Regions from separate parts of the Rattus norvegicus genome. Here region 2 is linked to region 1. The links are chromatin contacts, called in public Hi-C maps. All regions are on one chromosome and are shown on one strand. The core of a region is the stretch at or near the end of the contact, and the rest is flanking DNA. Distances in the headings are between cores, read along the strand shown. Region 1 holds the start of Nipbl (NIPBL, cohesin loading factor). Region 2 holds the start of Nadk2 (NAD kinase 2, mitochondrial).

Region 1 (6,010 bases), core at 907-3,406:
GAGGGAGGCCGGGATTGGGGCTCAGCAGGAGCTCCAGGCTTTTTAAAATTCAAACTGCTCCCGGACCAATACAAATCACGGACACGCTACTGACTACTACACGGATTTATAGCATTAAAAACATGCCTAGTACGTGACAGCTATATTAACTTCACTCTTTTAAACATGTATCCATACGTTTGCAGGAAAGGTGGAGCAATTTTTTGTAAGCAGCATGTTAAACTCCAAAGTAACCCGCAGAAAAGTTATTTATTCTACAGTGACGAAAACTTAATGCACGGAATATTTAAACCAATATTTTAACCACTACTATTAAAAGAAAGGACCTTATTGAACAGTGTTGCTTCCTTTTAACAAATGAGTTTTCCTTCGGCGAATATGAAACAAAGTATCAAACGGGACATTTCTTTTTCTGTGCAATTTATAAGTCTGAGGACTTTAAAAAAGGTATTTCCGTCTTTCACTAACTTCCATTCCCAAAGCCGCCAGAAACAAGCTCCCAACATCTAACTTACTCGTGAACTAGAACTTGTTAAGATACAGAACTGATATTTTTCTCCAGCATTTACAGATACATTTGACCTATTAAAATGACACCTCGCTCATTACACAGTCAAACATCATAGTACAAACAGCCAATGACAATCCTGGGACTCAAGAAGATCTGCCCTGACAAGAAAGGATGGCACCTTGTGTGTGTGTGTGTGTGTGTGTGTGTGTGTGTGTGTGTGTCTGTGTGTCTCGCTTTAAACCTCCCAAAGATTCTAAGTGTAACTTAATTTCTATCCTCTGAAAGAAAATAGGTTTCATCCTTATCTCGGCATAAGCTCAAAACACTTAGAATTCTTTGTATGCCTGCACACGTTTAGGCTAGAAAGTATCAGAGAGTTTTATGTAGTCATTTAAAATTATCCTTACATAACAACATACAAATACAAAGTGTCGGAGTAAACCTGTCAAGTTCTTTATACTTGGGTCTTTGAATAAAAAGTCCATGTGCAACCACACACTGTCAAACAACATAAAAGCTCCTGGGCGAGGATGTGCAGTGTGCACAGCGCTATGGTTTTCTGTATTAAATATACATGTGGACGGTTTAATCCTTTTACAAAGAAAACGAGTCTTTATTAACTTTCCAACGTCCAAACAAGTTTTGCAGAGAATTACCACTGTAGCCGTGTCTGAGTATTTACATTTGTTTCACTAACTGAAACTACTTCCTCCCTTCATGGGGTCACAGGGGGAAGAAGGGGGGTTGTTTGTTTCACTGGGACGTTCCCCACTCCCGGACCGGGAAAGTTGTAAATATGGGGACGATCGGGGCACATTTGCTGATAGTTGTATTGTTTCCGCCTCCTCACTAGCTACGGCTCCTCTCCCGGGCGAGGCCTGTCACCGACCAGCAGTCGCTCCGCTCAGCCCGGAGCTCTCCTAATCCCCGAGCTCAAGTAGATTCCGCTGGCCCGCGGCCTGCACTCTCCGCCGGGCCTACGCCTCCCCGGCCGCCCGGCAGGAGCCCGGTCCCCGTCACCGAAGCCGGCCGGGAGAGGGTACAAAAACCGCCGCCACCCAGGGTGGCTGCCGCCGGAGAGGAGCGAACTCTCGACTCGCCCCGTGGAAGAGACCTGGGGCCGCTGAGGAAACGGCGGGGAGGGGAGCGAGGAGGAGAAACGCTGAGGACCTGGCGCCGGCGCCGCCGCCGCCGAAATAAAGAGCAGGAATTTACCTGGGCGAATCGGCGTCTGAATCCGAGCGGAGGCCGAGGCCGCTGTGGCGAGAGACTATAATCCGGGCCGGGAGGGGGGGTGGCTACGGCTCCTCTTCCGTCTCCTCAGTGCAGGGAACATGTAGAGCCGGGGGGAGACCAGCCGAGAAGACAAATCGCTGCTTCTTCTTCTTCCTCCTCCTCCTTCTCCCACATAGAAACACTCACAAACACCCGACCGGGGGCCCGAGCTACCGGGGGGGCATCGCCGCGGGCCCAGGAACCAATCCTCCTGTCGGCGGGGGCGTCCCTCCCTGCGGCTTGGTGGTGTCGGGTGAGTCGGTACCGACGGAGGGAGGGGGGGGAGGGCGGGCGGGGGGAAGGAGCCCTGTGTGTGTGTCTCTCTCTCTCGTTCCGTCTCTCCCTCTCAGAACAAAATGCCGACCGGAAGTGCAGCTGCAGGAATGACTCCCTCCGCCGGCGCCAAACACTAACAACCACCCCCTCTTCCCTACTCCACTTCCGCCACCGCCGCCGCCGCCGCCGCTGCTGCTGCCGCCACTCGGGCTCGCAGCTCTGCCTCCGCGCGCCGGCTCCCGCGGGCCCGGAGGTTCGGCGGCAGCGGCCGCGACAGCTGCAGCAGCAGCGGCGGTTCTTCTCAGTGCCCTTGCCCTGCTCTGGACGGCCGTGGATACTGCCTGTGGTGTCGCTCCTGCAAGGTGGCGTCTACGCCGCTGCTCGGGTGACCGGCTTGATTTTTTCCTGGAGGCGACAGCAGCAGGGCTCTGGTCCGGTGTGGTGGCGTGAGGCCGGGATCTCCCTCTCTCAGGCGCTCCGGGTCTCATAGGCCCCAGAAGGCGGCGAGTCGAAGCCGCGCTGCTCTCCCTGACTCGCGGGCATCAGCCCGGGGGAAGCCGAACTCAGGCGGCCAGCCCGTGGATGCCGACGGTGCACCTTTCAAGCGGGGTTCCTGCAGCCGTGATGGATGGATCGAACGCCCACCCTCTCCGACCCCGTCCCGGGGGCGGCCGGACCCTATATCTGTCTGTGTTATTTCTACGAAGACCACAGTCCTAGGAGGTGAAGGCTCCCAGCCTAGCTGAGTTGGAATCGTGATCGTGGTGGTGGTGCATTAATTCTGGAAATATGCGGGTGCTGCTGGACTTGCCTCTTTTTCCCCCTTTTGGCGATGGTTTTGATGCCTCCCTGGTAGTCGGGATAAGGCCTGTAGGCGACGCTGTGCGAGCGAGGAGCGGGTAGCTCTGGCGCTGCGATCTAGGTTGTGGGTGGAGCCCAGGCCATCCGGACGCCGGACACCAGAGCTCGGAGACCGGCGCACTTCAAAACGTCGTTTTCTTCTTTATGTTTGAAAACTCAGAGGCTCTGGACAAGGCTGGAGTACAAAATGTGAACACGCACAGAGTACCGTGCCCGTTCGTAGTGTCTTACTGTAAAACAGGAGGTCATTTCATCGCCACACTGTTCTCTCTCTCTCTCTCTCTCTCTCTCTCTCTCTCTCTCTCTCTCTCTCTCTCTCTCTCTCTCTCTCTCTTTTGTATAAATTGTTAGGGGGCTTATTCTTCAGGTAAAAAGTGCCAGTAGGTAAGCAGATTTTACTGAGGAGGAACCATGCTATTTTTTTAATAAAGTAAGTTGTCAGCGTTAATCGTTTACTTGTATATGCACAGATATGCAAGAAGTATGGGACAGCTCGCCTACAGGTTATTCGTTTGCTTTAGAAGTCACTGGGGGTTAAGTGTTAAAGATTTTGTCATTCCTGCTCTCCAGACACTAGATGACTATCGCGACCAGAGGTAGTTAAGTCAGGGCGGTGACCTCGGCCCAAGGAGTCCTGCGAGTGGGGGAAAAGGTCGGGACTTGGTATCCGTGCAAATAGAACTGTGACCATAGGACTTGCGGCGCCCTTATCTTCAGGGTTTTGCTCAAATGTCACCTGGGTGCCTCCAGCGCTTCTGTTTACCTTCCCGGTTGGTGGCTTCCTTCTTATTTTATCCTCAGGGCTTTCTATCTTGTCTTACTCTTTCCCCAGTAGCCTTCAGGGCTTCAGGAAATGAAGTTTAGCTTCCCTTCGCAGGTGCTCTGCATCGCGCACTGTGAATGCCTCTGACATTTCTAAACTCTACCCTTTAATATGAGCTTATATATACCTAACAGAACTTTTATGAAAGATGGTGAAAACTAGAAAAATGTATAGATGGAATCGAGGTAAGTTTATTAGAGGTCAGGAGAAAGCTCTCTTCTAGACATTGGAAAGCTCATAAAGATGATGGCTTTTAGGTTTCTCTAGATGGCATGGCAGAGGCCCGGGCATTTGTTGATCACGTGGCCTTGCCCCTAGTGGGCTAATTCATATTGCTCTAGTGACTCACAAAACTGCATTCTTAATCCTGCCTCCCTCCCTCCCCACCCCCTTTGCAAAATACATGCTATTTTGACTGAACCGAAGTCTAAGAATTTGGTTGGCTCAGCTCAAATACAGTACTATTGGAAAAGTTCATTCAGCAAGTATTTAATGGTGACATAATGTATGCCAGGCAGGCACTGTGATTCAGAGGGTGTATGTTTCAGAGGTTAGTGAGCCTGGTATAAAGGACTACCTACACATGGGAACTTTGGTTACTACTTAATTATGCTGTCAAAGCAAAAGCTAGAGGGATTTATTTTTTAAGTTTTCTGAAATACAGGTTCTACGGAAGATGAGGGTTAGCCTACTGTTGGTATTTTCTTCACCATTGGGGTTGATGTTTCTTTAGATCTAGTTACCTTGTTGTAGCACTTGGTATACTCATTAACTGAAAGTGATTTTTGAAAAGTACAAATGTAAGAAATTTTATTTCCTAGTAGCTGGAAGAGTAGGTCTTATAAATTTAATTTAGCAGTAGACTGGAAGCCGTACAGAGAAGCCTTTACTTCTGTTTCTTATTCTTACATCTACAGAATGTTTTGTTTTACATTTTCAGAATTTTTAGACAAGAATACTGTTTTAGTAGCTCTCTTATACCCAGTAGCATAAATTATTATTATTTGATATAGTCAATAATCTGCTCGGTATTAATTAAGTTTGAGAAAAGATTCAAGGAACTTACAAGTGGCTTAGAACGTTCTTCATGAAGTTTCAAAATTCCGTTTTCCCACGGAAGCAGACTTATTTATCCTTTCTTGAATGTTGCTGGTGAGCTACTGATTTTGCGTGCTTCAGGTACAAAATGCTGTTTGGTACAAAATCTTGGCATTTAAGCTAAACTAATATAATTTTGTGTGTGCATGTTTATGTGTGAAAGAAGCTGTCCACCTTACTTTGTAAGCGGTTTCTTCCTGGGAGTTGGGGGTCTGTGAGTAGAGTAAACTAGGTAGTTTAAAATTCCCAGGGATCCACCGCTCTTAGCTTCCCAGTGCCTTGATTACATGTATGTGCCACCATGTCCACTACTGTGTCCAGCTTGCTGGGGACTGAAATCAGCTTCTCGGGTTTGCAGTTTACCGACCGAGCAATTTTCCCAGCACCTAAAATTAATAACTTTAATTTATTCCCTCAAACCCTACTGAAGATTTATTAGGTGCTAATTAGATCTTTCCTAGGCACCTCATATAAAATAAGGAATGGAAGCCGGCAAGGGCTCACTTCCTTTGAAGGTTTTTCTGATAACAGAATTAAATAATTTCAGTGTTTATGAGTATTTCTTCATAAAATCAATTAAGTATTTTGCTTGCCTAAACTTAAGAACCTTCTTATATTGAGACAGGCCCTCACTATATGGCTCAGATTGACCTCAGTCCTTCCATCACACAGTGGCTCCAAACTGAGATGTTCCGTGGACTCAGTTACTCCAGTAGTGGTGAGGGTTTCTTGATTTTGGTTGTCTATTTGCCTAACACCTGTCTTTCTCAACACTGCTAGTTTGTTTTGCTTCTACATCGTTAGCTCGAAAATCAGTTGACTTGCACCTTGCATTAAGGGAGTGAGTTTCTTGACTCAGTTTGCTGAAAGTGTTCATGTATATTCCCATTTGTATTTTTAGTCAATGAATTACAGAAGGAACACAACAGTATTTAAAGATTTTTAAATGTATGTCATTGCCAAATAAATCGGTAAAGCTGAATTTTATAAATATGTATATATATTTTAAGGAATATTTATCTTCAAGATAGTTGCAGTTTGCCTTAAAGTGATAAGAATAAAGGATTTTTAAAAATTATCTTTTCACTATGCCTGACAATAAGTCTTATTTATATATTTATCTTTAGTAGGAACACGTTTTTTTAAAAGGGGAGAAAACACCAAAT
Region 2 (6,010 bases), core at 2,376-4,875, 550 kb after region 1:
AATATTCACTTTCATAAGTTATTCAGACAGATGAGTGTGTATCTTACACTCTGGATTCCCATATAAGCTGTTTTTTTTAAATTAAAATCTGATTAACTAATCTCCAAATATATTACATATGTATCTAATTTTATATTGAATTATGTATCTTATATAAAGAAAATCTAAATATTGCCTTTCAATAGTATTTGCCTTTCAATAGTTGTTTAGCATAATTATGAATCATTACAAATGTTTCCTGTTACAAAAGATTATTTTACATCCTTTTTGTTGCTGTGATAAAGTATCAGAACCAAGGATACTTACAGAAGGAAGACTTGGTTTGAGTTCAGAGTTCCAGAGAAAGAATACATAGTGGTGGAGAAGCTTTGTAGTATGCAGGCAGTAAGGAAGCTAAGAGTTCACATCTGCAGCCACACACAGAAGCCAGAGTGGACTGGAAGAGGGACCAGGCTATAAACCTTCAAAGCCCAACGCCAGTGACATACTTCCTAAATCGTATCCCAGTGTCACCAACCAGAGCTAAGTGTTCACATACTTGAACCTATGGGGGGCATTTCTCAAACCACCACTCACATTTTTTATAGCCAGAGATGCCCTTCAACCACAGGGAAAATAACTGTCCAAGTCCTAGACTATATGACAATTGTGAAGAAGGGGTGTGCATCTCTCAGAGTTACATGTGCATGAGTGTGCACAAACCGGGAAGAGTACATTGAAGACCTGGAAACCTCCAAACCTCAGGTATCAGTGACAGACAGTGTGTTCAGAAAATGGTAGGGACAGTAGTGTCAGCTTAAGGTGTGGCTATCATTTGTTGCATGGATCATTCATTAGAAAACCACGTTGGCTTTGCAATATTGTACCACTGGGATTAGAGTTTGAAATCTGGTATCTTTAAAATTTTCCTTTTTGTCTGAGAGTATGTGAAACTGATACCCTGTCAAAGGAGTTCCAGGAGTTTTGTGCTTTTGTATTGGTCAGATCATACTTACAGAATATACTCTACTATACTGATTAATTTTTTAAAATACCAGACACACTTATCAAACTGGATTATAGGAGTATAGTAGAACTTCTAAGACAGTATTTGTAAACCTTAGTAATGGTGGAATTATGGAAATGACAGATGAATGGTTTAGCCTAATAAGGTCTTGATGATTTGATAGTATTCTACTAGAATATTACTAGGATTTCTTAATTTCTATCTATCTATTGGATAAGAGTATTTCGCTATGAACTTAATTTGTATCTTTCTGATTTTTAATATGACTGAACATCTCTTCAGGGGTTTATTTACTGCATGCCATTTAAGAAAAATTTTTAATGGTTTTGCAAAGCTAATTATGCTAATTATTGTCATTTTTTGTGGCTTTCTAGTATATATAGCATAAAAACCAAGCTCCTTAGTGTCACTATAACACTTACTGTAAGCTTTCTCCATAGCTTCCCAGTGTTGTGTACTACTCATGATTTACAAGGAATTCAAAATTGCTCCTCCACTGGGTTTCTACACATTTGTTTATGCTATTTCTCTTGCAGAAATTCCTTCTCATTCTTGATGGCACTACTATTTTACGACCTGTTACTTCAGGACATTCTTCCAAACATGCTCCTCTTAATTCTTATAAAGCACTCTGTAGAATTCTACCATTGTATGACCTCTGGCTCCTAAAGAACAGAGACTCTTTATCGTTCAGTTTCTAGCACCTGATAGGGTGTTCTAGTCAAATATAATTTAGTGTCCACTCACATGTTGTACATTTGAACCGAAGTGACATCATCCTATAGAAAGCTATGAGTAAGAATTTGAAATTTAGAGGAACCGTATGGGCTAATGATGTTGGTAATAGCTGAAGTCATTTAAGGCAAAGGGGACTAGTAGTTTAGGGTCTAATTCACAGCAGACATGGGGTCAGGTATTTATCCATTGATGTACAACTTTACAAGGTCGCTACTGTTTTATAAATGAGAAAATAGGCTCAGAAAGGTTACACAACCAGTTCAAGGTTCACAAAGTAAATACACACTAAAGTTGGGATTTGAGTCAGTCTTTCAAGGCCCAAACTCTTCATTACACAACAGCACATGGATTCACCAAGTAGAATGGAGTAGGGGTGGAAAATGATGAGGGAGAATGCTAGAAAAGAGACAGGCCTAGAAAGAGGGGGACTGAAAGGTGGAAGGAACACCCTTAGCGATTGTGTGCCAAGAAACAACAGCCAAATACTCCAGAAAGAACTGAGCCGCCCCAGTGCTTTCACAAAAATGAGTGATTTAAGAACTAAATGGTATCTTCTGAACTTCCATCTGGTCATTTGGTAACTTTGGAAACAGTAGTGGTGAAGTAAGCACAGGGAGAAGTTAAAAAGGTTGGTAGTTCCCATAATCATGGATTAGAAAAGTAAGTCAACCAAACGCCCCCAACCTGCCCTGATCCCCGCCCCCCAAAAGAAAAGGTTGGCTGTAAGAATGCATTGGTAAGAATGTATTGATGACTGATGATTCTGTCCAGAACCTGCATCAGTGGTTTTCAACCTTCCTAATCCTGCCATCTTGTAATACAGTTCCTCATGTTGTGGTGACCTCCCCTCCCCAACCATAAAGTTATTTTGTTGTTACTTCATGATTATAAGTTTTCTACTGTGATGAAACATAATGTAAATATCTGGTATACAGGACATCTGATATATGACCTAGAGGTTGAGAACCACTGAATATGGGAGTTAGGGAACAGGTAAACAACTGGGGCCTAGACATGGGGATCTTTAAGAACTGAAGTGGAAAATCCAGCAAGGAGAATTCAAGATACATCTGAGAAGATGGCGTAGTAATTCAATACGTAATGTTTTGGAGAGGCAGAAGAAAGAATCCAAAATAAGGTTTGACAAGGATACCCCATTGAGATGTTTCCAGCTAGAAGTGGGAGTCAGGAATGTAGTTTTCTGTAACCTGAAGAGAAAATAGGTCCAGTATTACAGTGGCATCTGAGTCTCACAAACACGAAATAGCATGCCTGGAATCCAGAGGCCAGGACTGCAAAGGAAAGAGGCTTCCACAGCAAGGACCTCAGGGCAGGAGCCACCTACTAGGACATACACTGTCTTCTGACTTTTCCTCCAGAGTAACTTTCCCTTTTATTCTTAATCAGTTTAGATCTCTATGGTTGTGTAACTGTTCCTACAGACTCTGACAACTTCCCTTGCTCTAGCTTCCAAGACTACCCAACGTTCCAAAGCCAGATCAATAATCATCAAACACTGCTCTGAACTTGCCTACAGGATAGAGTGCAAAGTGCAAAACATTCTTAACCCTTCAGTTCGGCCCAAAGCAGCTTTCTGACCTTATCTCCCGGCTAGACAGACACACACGACTAGACAAAACTCCTTCCCTCATTATTCCCCCACGTTTCTCCCTGACAGCACTGTCTCTCTAGGCTAGTGTTTTTTGGCGGTCACAGGGACAAGAAGCTTAGGGCTCTGAGCTCGGGCTAATGCTCCGTGATCCTTCTCGGTAGCTGTAATTCCTCTCCCTAATAAAGGGCTCGGCATCTTCATCTGCCATTAGTCCCGGCAAAACGACGCCACCTGGAGCGAGGTCATCGCCCCCAGATCTTACTCCAGCGATGGACACATCAGCTATCCAGCAGACACTGGTTAAAATTTACCAAAGACAAGCATGGCAACCACCCAGAAAAGCTAGCAAAAATGAAACAACTGTGGGGAAGGTGCGCAAGAAACTTGCTTTCCCGCCAGGGGCTCAAAACTCCGCCTGCACCCCCTACGCCGCCCCAGACCGGTTCCAGCTGGATTTCTTCAGGCAGCTCAAACGTCAAATAGAATTCCTGCCCTTTCCCGACCACAGCCAATCCCCGCAGCCCCTCGGGCTCCCAAACCTTCCGGACCTCTGATTAGCTGACAGATCGGGCCTGGGGGCGGGTTCAAAGCGACCTCTGTGAAAGGGTGGAGAGGGAGGTGGGGCGGGACCGAGAGGCTATTGCGCAGGCGCCGAAGGAAACGAATAAACAAACAAACAAAACCCACCGCTCTCGGGCCAGCCCCGATCCCCGCCTCCCCCGTCCTCCCGGGGCTCCCCGCCCGCGCCTGCGTCTGGGCACGTCCCCTCTAGTGGCGCGTTCCACGCACGTCCCCGCACTTAACCTCTGCACGCCCGGCGTGGTGCTGGCGGCGGGGAGCGCGAGCCTGCAGCCGCAGCCCCGCGGACCATGACTTGCTACCGGGGCTTCCTGCTGGGCAGCTGCCGGCGCGTGGCGGGGGGCCGCGCGGCTCTGCGGGGCTCGGGCGCGGAGGGGCGGCGGCACTTGGGGCACGGGCAGCCGCGCGAGCTGGCGGGCGGTGGTAGCCCCGCCGACGGCGGCTTCCGCCCCTCGCGGGTGGTTGTGGTGGCGAAAACCACCCGCTATGAGTTCGAGCAGCAGCGGTACCGCTATGCGGAGCTCTCCGAGGAGGACCTGAAGCAGCTGGTGGGTCCTGGCGGGGGACGGCTGGTACTGGGGGTGGGGGCGGGGGTGCGACTGAGTCTTGCGGGCCACAGGACACCCTCAAAGCCCAACGGCCTGCCCCCGATTGCCTGTGGTCCCCCTGGAGCATGGGACTAGGGTGCTCTGAGTCTGCCTTAGAGGGGCCCCCCGGGACCGGGACTTGGGAAGCCACGTGTATCCTCGCCCCAGCCTCTGAAGTATGGACTCCGATCACTGAGAAGGTGAGGGTTGTTCGCCCTGTTTGCCCTGGGGACCTCTCCCCAGGCCACCGGGAGAAAGAAAATTATCCGGCACCGCCACTGACCGTGGAGAGAGGGCCGAGGTGCCGCGGTCACACCCCCTTCTCGTCTGGGGACGGAGGCCTGGCCAGGGAAAGAGCCCTGCTGCAATGTGGTGGCCGCTCCAGGGTCTCTGGCCGCTTGAGAAGCGCCTGAGACAGCGAGGCAGGCAAGCTGACCCGAGATATGTTTTTGTATAGGAAGGTCAGATAAGGAACAAGTAAAAGTAAGCAGGATAATAGGGGAAGGGATGTGCCCCTGCCTCTGAAGTAACAGGGCCTCCGCCATACACTGTCTTCGGTGTGTTTACTAATAGCTTTGCCAGGTATGCAAACCCATGTGTGTATGTGTGTGGGAGAATTGAACCCAGAGTTCGAGCTTCCCCATTTTTGAAAAAAATAAAAAGACTTTGTGCTACCCAGTAACTTTCAGGAAATGAGTTGTTAGCAATTTATCTAGAAAAACCTCCATTATGCGTTTAATTGTTGACTTCAGACACCTGAAGGCTTTAGAATCAATTGTACATAACCATTATTCAGTTATGTACAAGAATGATGTCTGTTACCGTCACACTTTTATTTTAGAGACAGGAGAAACAAATTGTAAATCTTTGCTTAGCTACTGAGTCTTGTCATTATTGTTTGGCAAATTGATGAGGGGCGTAGAAATCAGTGCGAATTTTCTCTTCCCCAAGTGTTTGAAAGTATTTCTAAAAAAACATTTGCAGTAAAATAGAGTATCGGCCGTTTGACTGGGGTAGTGTGTGAAGTTGAGTGAAATGAAGGCAATGAGGTGGGGGAATTGTGGGCTAGATGAAAGTACTTTGTTTCTATTTTGGAAAAAGAGGCGTGTCCCTTTGGTTATATGCCCGACTTTGCAAGGTTCACCTTTTAGAAATTGTGAAATATCATGTCTTGTATGCTTAGTCTCACACAATTTTATCTAAGCGTCTGTGGATTTAAAAATAGTACACTCAAGTGGGAAAAAAAAACACTCAACAGAAGTGAACCGGGACTCTCAAGTCTACCACACTGAGAGTGGGATTTGAACACCAGGAGTTCAAGGTTCTCCCTGGTTCGGTGTGACTGACATACTTTGCGGTTTTTAACTTCTCTGTCCCTCATGAGTGAAACAAAACTTTTGTAACTGTAATGTTAGCTTTCAAAAGTTCATTCACCTAGCTCCTCATGGGTTGGGCTAAATAGCTTCCAAGGTCCATTCTGGAACTGGC

The links. Hi-C and Micro-C count contacts between places; a contact is called where the count stands out from the background.
Region 2: a contact with region 1 is called in a Hi-C map of liver, with 3 times the contacts expected there. The contact joins the promoter of Nadk2 here to the promoter of Nipbl in region 1. A contact is called at or near these places in 5 of 12 Hi-C or Micro-C datasets (frontal cortex, hepatocytes, kidney and 2 more) and 1 of 1 datasets of contacts at active chromatin or transcription factors (oligodendrocytes).

The regions. Positions count from the first base shown.
Region 1 is chr2:59,291,121-59,297,130 of GRCr8, forward strand. Nipbl (NIPBL, cohesin loading factor) reads right to left here and starts at 2,157. Exons shown (of 46, transcript NM_001427698.1): 1 at 1,727-2,157.
Region 2 is chr2:59,841,229-59,847,238 of GRCr8, forward strand. Nadk2 (NAD kinase 2, mitochondrial) reads left to right here and starts at 3,626. Exons shown (of 13, transcript NM_001044252.2): 1 at 3,626-3,727; 2 at 4,337-4,483. The coding sequence starts at 3,626. LOC120100736 (a long non-coding RNA gene) reads right to left here and starts at 4,938. Exons shown (of 3, transcript XR_005500726.2): 1 at 4,806-4,938.